2 separate regions of the Sus scrofa genome follow, and region 1 is linked to region 2. The links are chromatin contacts, called in public HiChIP or PLAC-seq maps. All regions are on one chromosome and are shown on one strand. The core of a region is the stretch at or near the end of the contact, and the rest is flanking DNA. Distances in the headings are between cores, read along the strand shown. Region 1 overlaps CPPED1 (calcineurin like phosphoesterase domain containing 1). Region 2 holds the start of CPPED1 (calcineurin like phosphoesterase domain containing 1).

The links. HiChIP or PLAC-seq counts read pairs in DNA pulled down with a chosen protein or histone mark.
Region 1: an H3K27ac HiChIP or PLAC-seq map of alveolar macrophages shows a contact between it and region 2. The contact joins the enhancer-like site here to the promoter of CPPED1 in region 2. A contact is called at or near these places in 1 of 5 promoter capture datasets (liver), 5 of 47 Hi-C or Micro-C datasets (embryonic fibroblasts, epiblast stem cells, liver and 1 more) and 1 of 2 datasets of contacts at active chromatin or transcription factors (alveolar macrophages).

Annotation. Positions count from the first base shown.
Region 1 is chr3:30,395,254-30,398,746 of Sscrofa11.1, reverse strand. All of the region lies in intron 2 of CPPED1 (calcineurin like phosphoesterase domain containing 1), which reads right to left. Among named protein-coding and RNA genes, the nearest start is that of CPPED1, 34 kb to the right of the region's middle. Within about 2 kb of position 1,321, at least 21 of the 83 cell types and tissues checked have an H3K27ac peak or open chromatin away from gene starts, as enhancers often do. A contact at or near this core is called in alveolar macrophages and liver, where this site is marked.
Region 2 is chr3:30,360,591-30,364,077 of Sscrofa11.1, reverse strand. It overlaps CPPED1 (calcineurin like phosphoesterase domain containing 1), which reads right to left and starts at 1,353. Exons shown (of 4, transcript NM_001243581.1): 1 at 1,260-1,353. The coding sequence starts at 1,329.

The DNA.
Region 1 (3,493 bases), core at 72-2,571, 35 kb before region 2:
TCCTTATCCTCCTACTGAGCCACAGAACCCGCGAGGAAGGGGCTGTGCAGATCTTCTCCCCACCCCACTCCCTGAAGCATCTGTGCAAATCACTGGATTCGGCCCAGGCAGATGGGGATCATGGGCCAGATGAAGCCTATTCTTGGACCCTATACCCAGGTTAAGCATCCTACCTCCAGGTGTCCTGTTGGACATCATTCGACTCAGTGCTGTAGAAGGGAACCTCAAAAGTTTCTTTTCAATCTAAGGTTTTTCTTTTTTCCTTCCTTCCTTCTTTTTTTGTCTTTTTAGGGCCGCACCTGCGACATATGGAGGTTCCCAGGCTAGGGGTCTAATTGGAGCTACAGCTGCTGGCCTATACCACAGCCACAGCAACGCTAGATTCGGGCCACATCTGTGACCTACACCACAGCTGGAGTCAACACCAGATCCTTAACCCACTGAGCGAGGCCAGAGATAGAACCTGCTTCCTCATGGGTGTTAGATTCATTTCCGCTGAGCCACGATGGGAACTCCTCAATCTAAGATTTTCTAAGAAGCGCTGTTCCCCTTAGATGGCTGTGACTTTATTTCCTGGACAACACTCTCCTTTCTCTCTGGCCAACCCTCCACCTTACCAACCACAACAGCCCTCGAGACCTGCCTCTTTGTTTCTATTGCTCGCCCTCTGGTCCTAACTTCCCATATGGACTTATATTTCCTTTGGTCCTGATTGGTTATTTCTTCTATTTTCCCATTGTCCGTTTCTGTCCATCTTAAGCCGTCTCAAATGCTTCCCTGGAACAAACAAATGAGACAAGGCGCTCTCAACTGTCAGTTTTTGAGCCAAACACTGGACAGCAGGGAGAAACAGTTTGGGAAAGAAAATTTTTTTTCTTCCCTTAATTAAAAGGTGATTGTTAACTAGCTCCTGTTTGTTATTGAGCTCATTTCTTTTTCAGGGAATAATCAAATGTCCACCCTTCCCCAGCTACAAGTAAGAAGCCTTTTTAGCCTTTAATTAAAGGAAGAGTTGCTGCCATTGAGTGTGTACTTTGGTCAATTATATTGTCCACACACTGACTAAATAAAGAGACAGTTCCAACCAGTCAAACAAGAATATGTTCACATGTGCGCACACAGAGCAGGGCTCTTAAACTGGAGTCCCTGGGGATCTGTGAACCTAGATGGGAAAAAACTATATTTTTGCTGACTTCTGATACTTAGCATTTCCTTCTACTATGACGTTAGGCAGAAAACCACAAAGTTATTCATGCTCCTGTGACTTTGTCACCACCAAGAAACCACGGGGCTTTTTCATACCCAGTTAGCACTGTTGCCAAAACCTGCAACAGTATTGCTCAAGCTGAGCTCTGCTTTGAAACTGTGGTAGTTATGAGCCTTGCTGTAGACTGTGTTATATAACAGATTCACAAGAGAGGTATGTATTTTACTCTATCATATTTTAAAATATTTTGATAACTCCACTTCAATATAAATGGTTTTCTGTGAAATCCTAAGCAGTTTATTTAATGCATTTGAAAACATTCTGCTGAGAGGTGGTCTGAAGGCTTCACCAAGCTGCCAAAGGGGTCGGGGCACAGGACCAGCTGAGATGTCCTGACCATGGACAGCACTGAGCACAGTCCCTCGGCCATGAGGCCATGGTGGTGGATGCTGGTGGATGCTGGTGGGGGGGGGGAGGATGACCTCTGCCCCCAGCAACGCTGCTTCAGATGGCACGCATCATCAGAAACAACTTTGCAAGCAATGCTCTGAGTGTGCTCATTAGCAACTTTAGGTAGATTAGTTCAAACCACTTTCCATCAGCCCCGGCAAAAGGGAGGTGCTGCTGCTGATTGTCTGGATGCCTCGGCAGTGCTTATAATGCTGTGAAGGAGCTGGGGAGCCCTGGGCTGGCTGATTGCTCTCGGCCACCACTTCTCAGCATCCAGCCTGCACACAACCTACAAGAACAGCCAAGGTCCGCAGGCCGGTCCACTCCAGGGCCTGGTGACATTTCACCCGAGGAGCGATCACTTTGTTGCATCCATGGAACCCCCCCACCTCCATGTTTCTGTAGGTGAAGCTGTGTGGTAAAGTGTCTTTAAATTGTCACATTTCTTGGAGCCTGGAACAGGCACTGAAAAATAACAACTCAAGACTATACCAAGGAATTGAACATGAGTTTACTGAGCTTCTTTTAAAAACAATAGGAACAAATTCTGCTGTAATAGGGACCAAAGGGTTTCCATTCAACGAATCTTCCAAGTCCCTAGGGCGTGGTGGGCAGTGCAGGTGCCTGTCTGTGTACCACAGGGGCTGAGATGCTGTTGCACGGAAGAGGTGATACCAGTGTGGCCAGTCCCCAAGAGAGGTCCTCCTGGAAACTACAGAGTGAAGCGCCTAGTATTCACTCTGGGCCAGCACTAGAGCAGGTCCCCAATGGTCAACCCGCCTGACTTCAAGCCCAGAGAAAAGCTGACCTCGTACACAAGGAGCAGCTCTGGTGGCAGCACTGTTCGGGTCATCGTTCCCAGTGATGGCCAGGAGAGAGGACAGAGCAATTAGGAGACTTCAACCCACAGAAAGCAATGCAGTTACCAAAAGCCTGACATCAGCCTCTATGCTGCAGCACAAAAGGATTCTCCAGATAGATTCGAGGGGGGAAAAGCAAGGCACAGAACGATGTACACAGAATGATGACATTTCTATAAGACCAGGCTGCTTATAAACACACGCCCTTCTAACTATGGTGACCCGCAGGGAAGGACCTGGGTAGAGGTGACACAGTTTATTCCAGATACAGATTTTAAAGATGTACAAAGAGAAGGTGTTCACCTATTACCTGTATAATTTTTGAAAAATCTAATAGTAAAATGGATCCATAGCTACCAAGTTTGAATCCTACAAAAGAAGCGAATGACAAAAAACAAATAATTTCATGTTTCCATGGGTCCACAGTTGTCCTTTCTAGGTCAAGCACGGATTTCTGTCTGTTTTAATCACTGACGTGGCACAAGCATCTGAAACCACGCCTGGCACAAAGTAAGCACCCAGAGAGATGTGTTAAATAACTGACTTGGTTGCTCACCTAATCCAGAAATTTGTACTGGGTGCCTACCCTGCGCCAGCTACTTGCTAAGGGCCATGGGAAACATACAGTGATTTATTTGACCTGCATTCAATCCTACTACAGACACACATACTCGCTGCCCTTGAGGAACTCAGTACTAAGCCCGGAGAAGGTGAACTGAACAAAGATTGCAGGAGGGAGATAAAGTCCCCCCCACACACACACAATACCAACAGCCTTAATCTCGGCTTTGGTTTTCAAAATTATGCCTCTGAGGCTTTGCTTATCATAGTCCCTCTTGTACCAGAATTACATTTCTCTTCCATGTTTGTGTCCGTCCAGCTGGGGGAAAATGAATACCACCAGCCTTCCTGGATTATGTGAATCACAGAAGGACAAATGGCTTGTTCTTCGCCTGAAGTCCAGCACACCAAAGTG
Region 2 (3,487 bases), core at 104-2,603:
GCCTATTAAAATATTTGGGGAATGCGCACACAGACTGTACTTTCTAAAACTACCTCAGCTAGATTTCTAGCCCGACGTGCTCTTCCAAAACCTTGCTGCCCCCCACCCCCCAACACACACCAACAGCTGGAAAGAAAGAAAAGAAAAAGGCTTTAGGACACAGAATTATAAGAGACACCTACTTTAGTAAAGACAGCCAGGGAAAATCTGAGAAAGTGACTGAACTTTAAATAAGGTGTTAAGGATGAGAAAGAGCCAGGCCCAGCAGTCCAGCTATTAGCTAGTCCAGCAGAGACTAGCTGGCCCTTAAGGATATAAAGACTTTGGCCCCTTCAAATGGAGTTCAAGAAAACCAGTGAGGCAGGAGAACTGGGCAAGGGGAAGAGCAGAGAGCATACAGCAAAAAAGGTGAGTACAAGCTAGATCACACAGGGCAGCTGGGGTGACTTCCTTGGGGTCACAAAAACTGGAGACTCTGACTCCATGCTGGGAGGACCAAGGAACCAGGAACAAGCCTCGCTCTTGACTTACAGCTCTAGGGCTAACATTAACATTCACTTAGCACCTAGCACTGGGTCACAGAAACCCTTTCCACCTGCTAACTCTCCCCTATGAGTTAAGTATTAACAAACCCACTTTTACAGTGAGGTGGGTTATCTAAATCCAAAGTGCAAGCACTTAACTCCAACACGACTTTTGACTGCCTCCCCTCGCTTCCATTCTGACGGGCATTGCTCACATTCTGGTGGATAACTCATATTACAGTGAGGAACCACGATCATGGAACACAAACTACATCATGGCCAAAGACCATAATAAAAATAACCGCATCTAACCGTCCACCCAGCGCTTATCCAGTGTCACACATAACCTCGCAGTTATTACACCCGTTTTACAGATGAAGAAACTGAGGCCAAGACGCGCTGAACAAATGTGTCCAAGGCAGGGCTTGGAAACCAAGTCTAACTGCAAAGCTCACGCTATTAACTATGCTCTGCAGCTTCATTCTATTTTCTCTCAGGGAACTTCGGTCAAGGCCAGCGAGGCTCCTAGACCCCTACCCCTCGCCCAGGCACTCCTCCAACAGCGCTCCTGAAAGCCCAACTTGCCCACGGTGCGGCCGCTATTGCGGTCCCCGGCCCCAGGGTGCACTCTCCGCTGGGGTCCGGCTGGAGGTGCGTATCCCCACCGAACGTTCCCCGGCTGAAGGTTCCGCAGCCCCGAAACCATTCCCTCCCAGGGCGAAGGGCGGGCAGTACCTGAGGAAAACGCGTCCAGAGTTCTGCCACGGGCTCTATGGAAAACATCCCCCGCCTCCTCAGCGGACATGGCGAGCGAGTTTCTGGCCTTGACTGAGTGCACTGCGTGGGAGGGAGCAACGTAACGCCTCACACTTCAACCGCCGGGTGGGGCCTGCCCGGCTGGGGGCTGCGCCCTCTGCTCGGGGGCGGGGCAGGGCCGGCGGGCGCGCAGGGCTCGGTCACTCGGGGCGCCACTAGTGCTGCCTGGGCGGGGCGGAAGCGTGAGCGGCCCCTCTGGGATAGACTGGGGCTCCTGGCAAGTAGAGACTTCTTGCTTGGGGCTTGTTGCAGAGTGAGGGCCTTTGGACTCAGGCTTAGGGGGCAGTCCTTCCTAAAGGTAGGGTTTCCAGGTTTAACAAATAAGAATACAGATGCCCGTAAACTGAGGTTTCAGTTAAGCCACGAATGGTAAGTATGTCCTATGCAATTTGGGAGCTGCTTGTGCTAAAATTTTTGTTGTTTATCTGAAATAATTTAACTGGGGACCTTATGTTACCTGGGAATCCTGCCTTAGAGTCATAAAGACCCTGAAAGACCCCAGAAGGTTCCCCAAGCCACCAGTTGTGATCGCTGACACTGAATTCCAGGCATCTTCACCTTCCCAGTCGTCAGCATCATCACTGCATTAGAAACCAAACCCCCCTAAAACTTAGTTCCGTTATGGAGTTTACAATAAATTTATGCAAAACGTTATTCTCTTTCTTGTCCTGCCCCTGTTCCCCTCAAGACTGAGGGGTATCAAAAGGGATTAAAACCAAGCAAGCCTTTGTAGGGCCTTCCTGGGTGCAAAAACCCTGCCATGACTCCCATTTCTTGTTTGTTAAAAAAAAAAAAAAAAAAAAGAAGAAGAAAAAAAGAAAAGAAAGAAAAAAGGCTCTAGCCTCCTAGGCCTTCCCTGAATTCCAAAGAGCAAGCTCAAGAAGTTAATGATTAGGACAACAGAGCCTTGGGTTCCTCCAGAAGGGATGTAGATAACAATCCGATGCATATCAAAACCCCCACCCAGGTGGAGGGTGGTAACCACAAGTCAGAAATTATCACAACATTGTAAATATGTCAGTTAAAAAAAAAATGTTTTGGGAGTTCCCGTCGTGGCACAGCAGAAACAAATCTGACTAGAAACCATGAGGTTGCCAGTTTGATCCCTGGCCTCGATCAGTGGGTTAAGGATCCAGCATTGCTACGAGCTGTGGTGTAAGGTCGCAGATGCAACTTGGATCTGGTGTTGCTGTGGCTCTGGCATAGGCTGGCGGCAACAGCTCAGATTAGACCCTAGCCTGGGAACCTCCATATGCTGTGGGTACAGCCCTAAAAAAGACCAAAAAAAGACAAAATTTTTAAAAAATGTATTGGAACTTCCCTTTGTGGCTCAGCATTAACAAGCCTGATTAGTATCCATGGGGATGTAGCCTTGCTCAGTGGTTAAAGGATCTGGCATTACCATGAGCTGTAATGTAGGTCACAGACGAGGCTTGGATCCCGTGTTGCTATGGCTGAGGCATAGGCCAGCAGGTGCAGCTCTGATTTGAAACCCCTTGCCAGGGCAGTGGTTAACGAATCCGACTAGGAACCATGAGGTTGCGGGTTCGGTCCCTGCCCTTGCTCAGTGGGTTAATAATCCGGTGTTGCCGTGAGCTGTGGTGTAGGTTGCAGACGTGGCTCGGAGCCTGCGTTGCTGTGGCTCTGGTGTAGGCTGGCAGCTACAGCTCTGATTGGACCCCTAGCCTGGGAACCTCCATATGCCACTGGAGGGGCCCAAGAAATGGCAAAAAGACAAAAAAAAAAAAAAAAAAGAAAAAAAGAAACCCCTTGCCAGGGAACTTCCACATGCCACAGGGTCAGCCCTAAAAAGAAAAAAAAAAAAAAAAAGAAAAAAAGAAAAAAAATTTAAATCCTTGCCTGGGAGTTCCCTGGTGGCTCAGTGGGTTAAGGATCTGATGTTACGGCTGGCTCTGGTTATTGCTGCAGGGTAGGTTGGATCCCTAGCTTGGGAAATTCCACATGCCACAGGTAAAGCTGAAAAAAAAATCCTTGTTTTCCCTTGCTTGTAACATGTTGTTGTCATCATTGCTCAGTAAGCATCACGCATTGATCTAAGCACTTTACAGGAAGCACATTTAATCTGCATGATAGCCCTAGGAGATAGTACTATTATTAGCTGCACTTATCAGAAAGAACTGATGCCC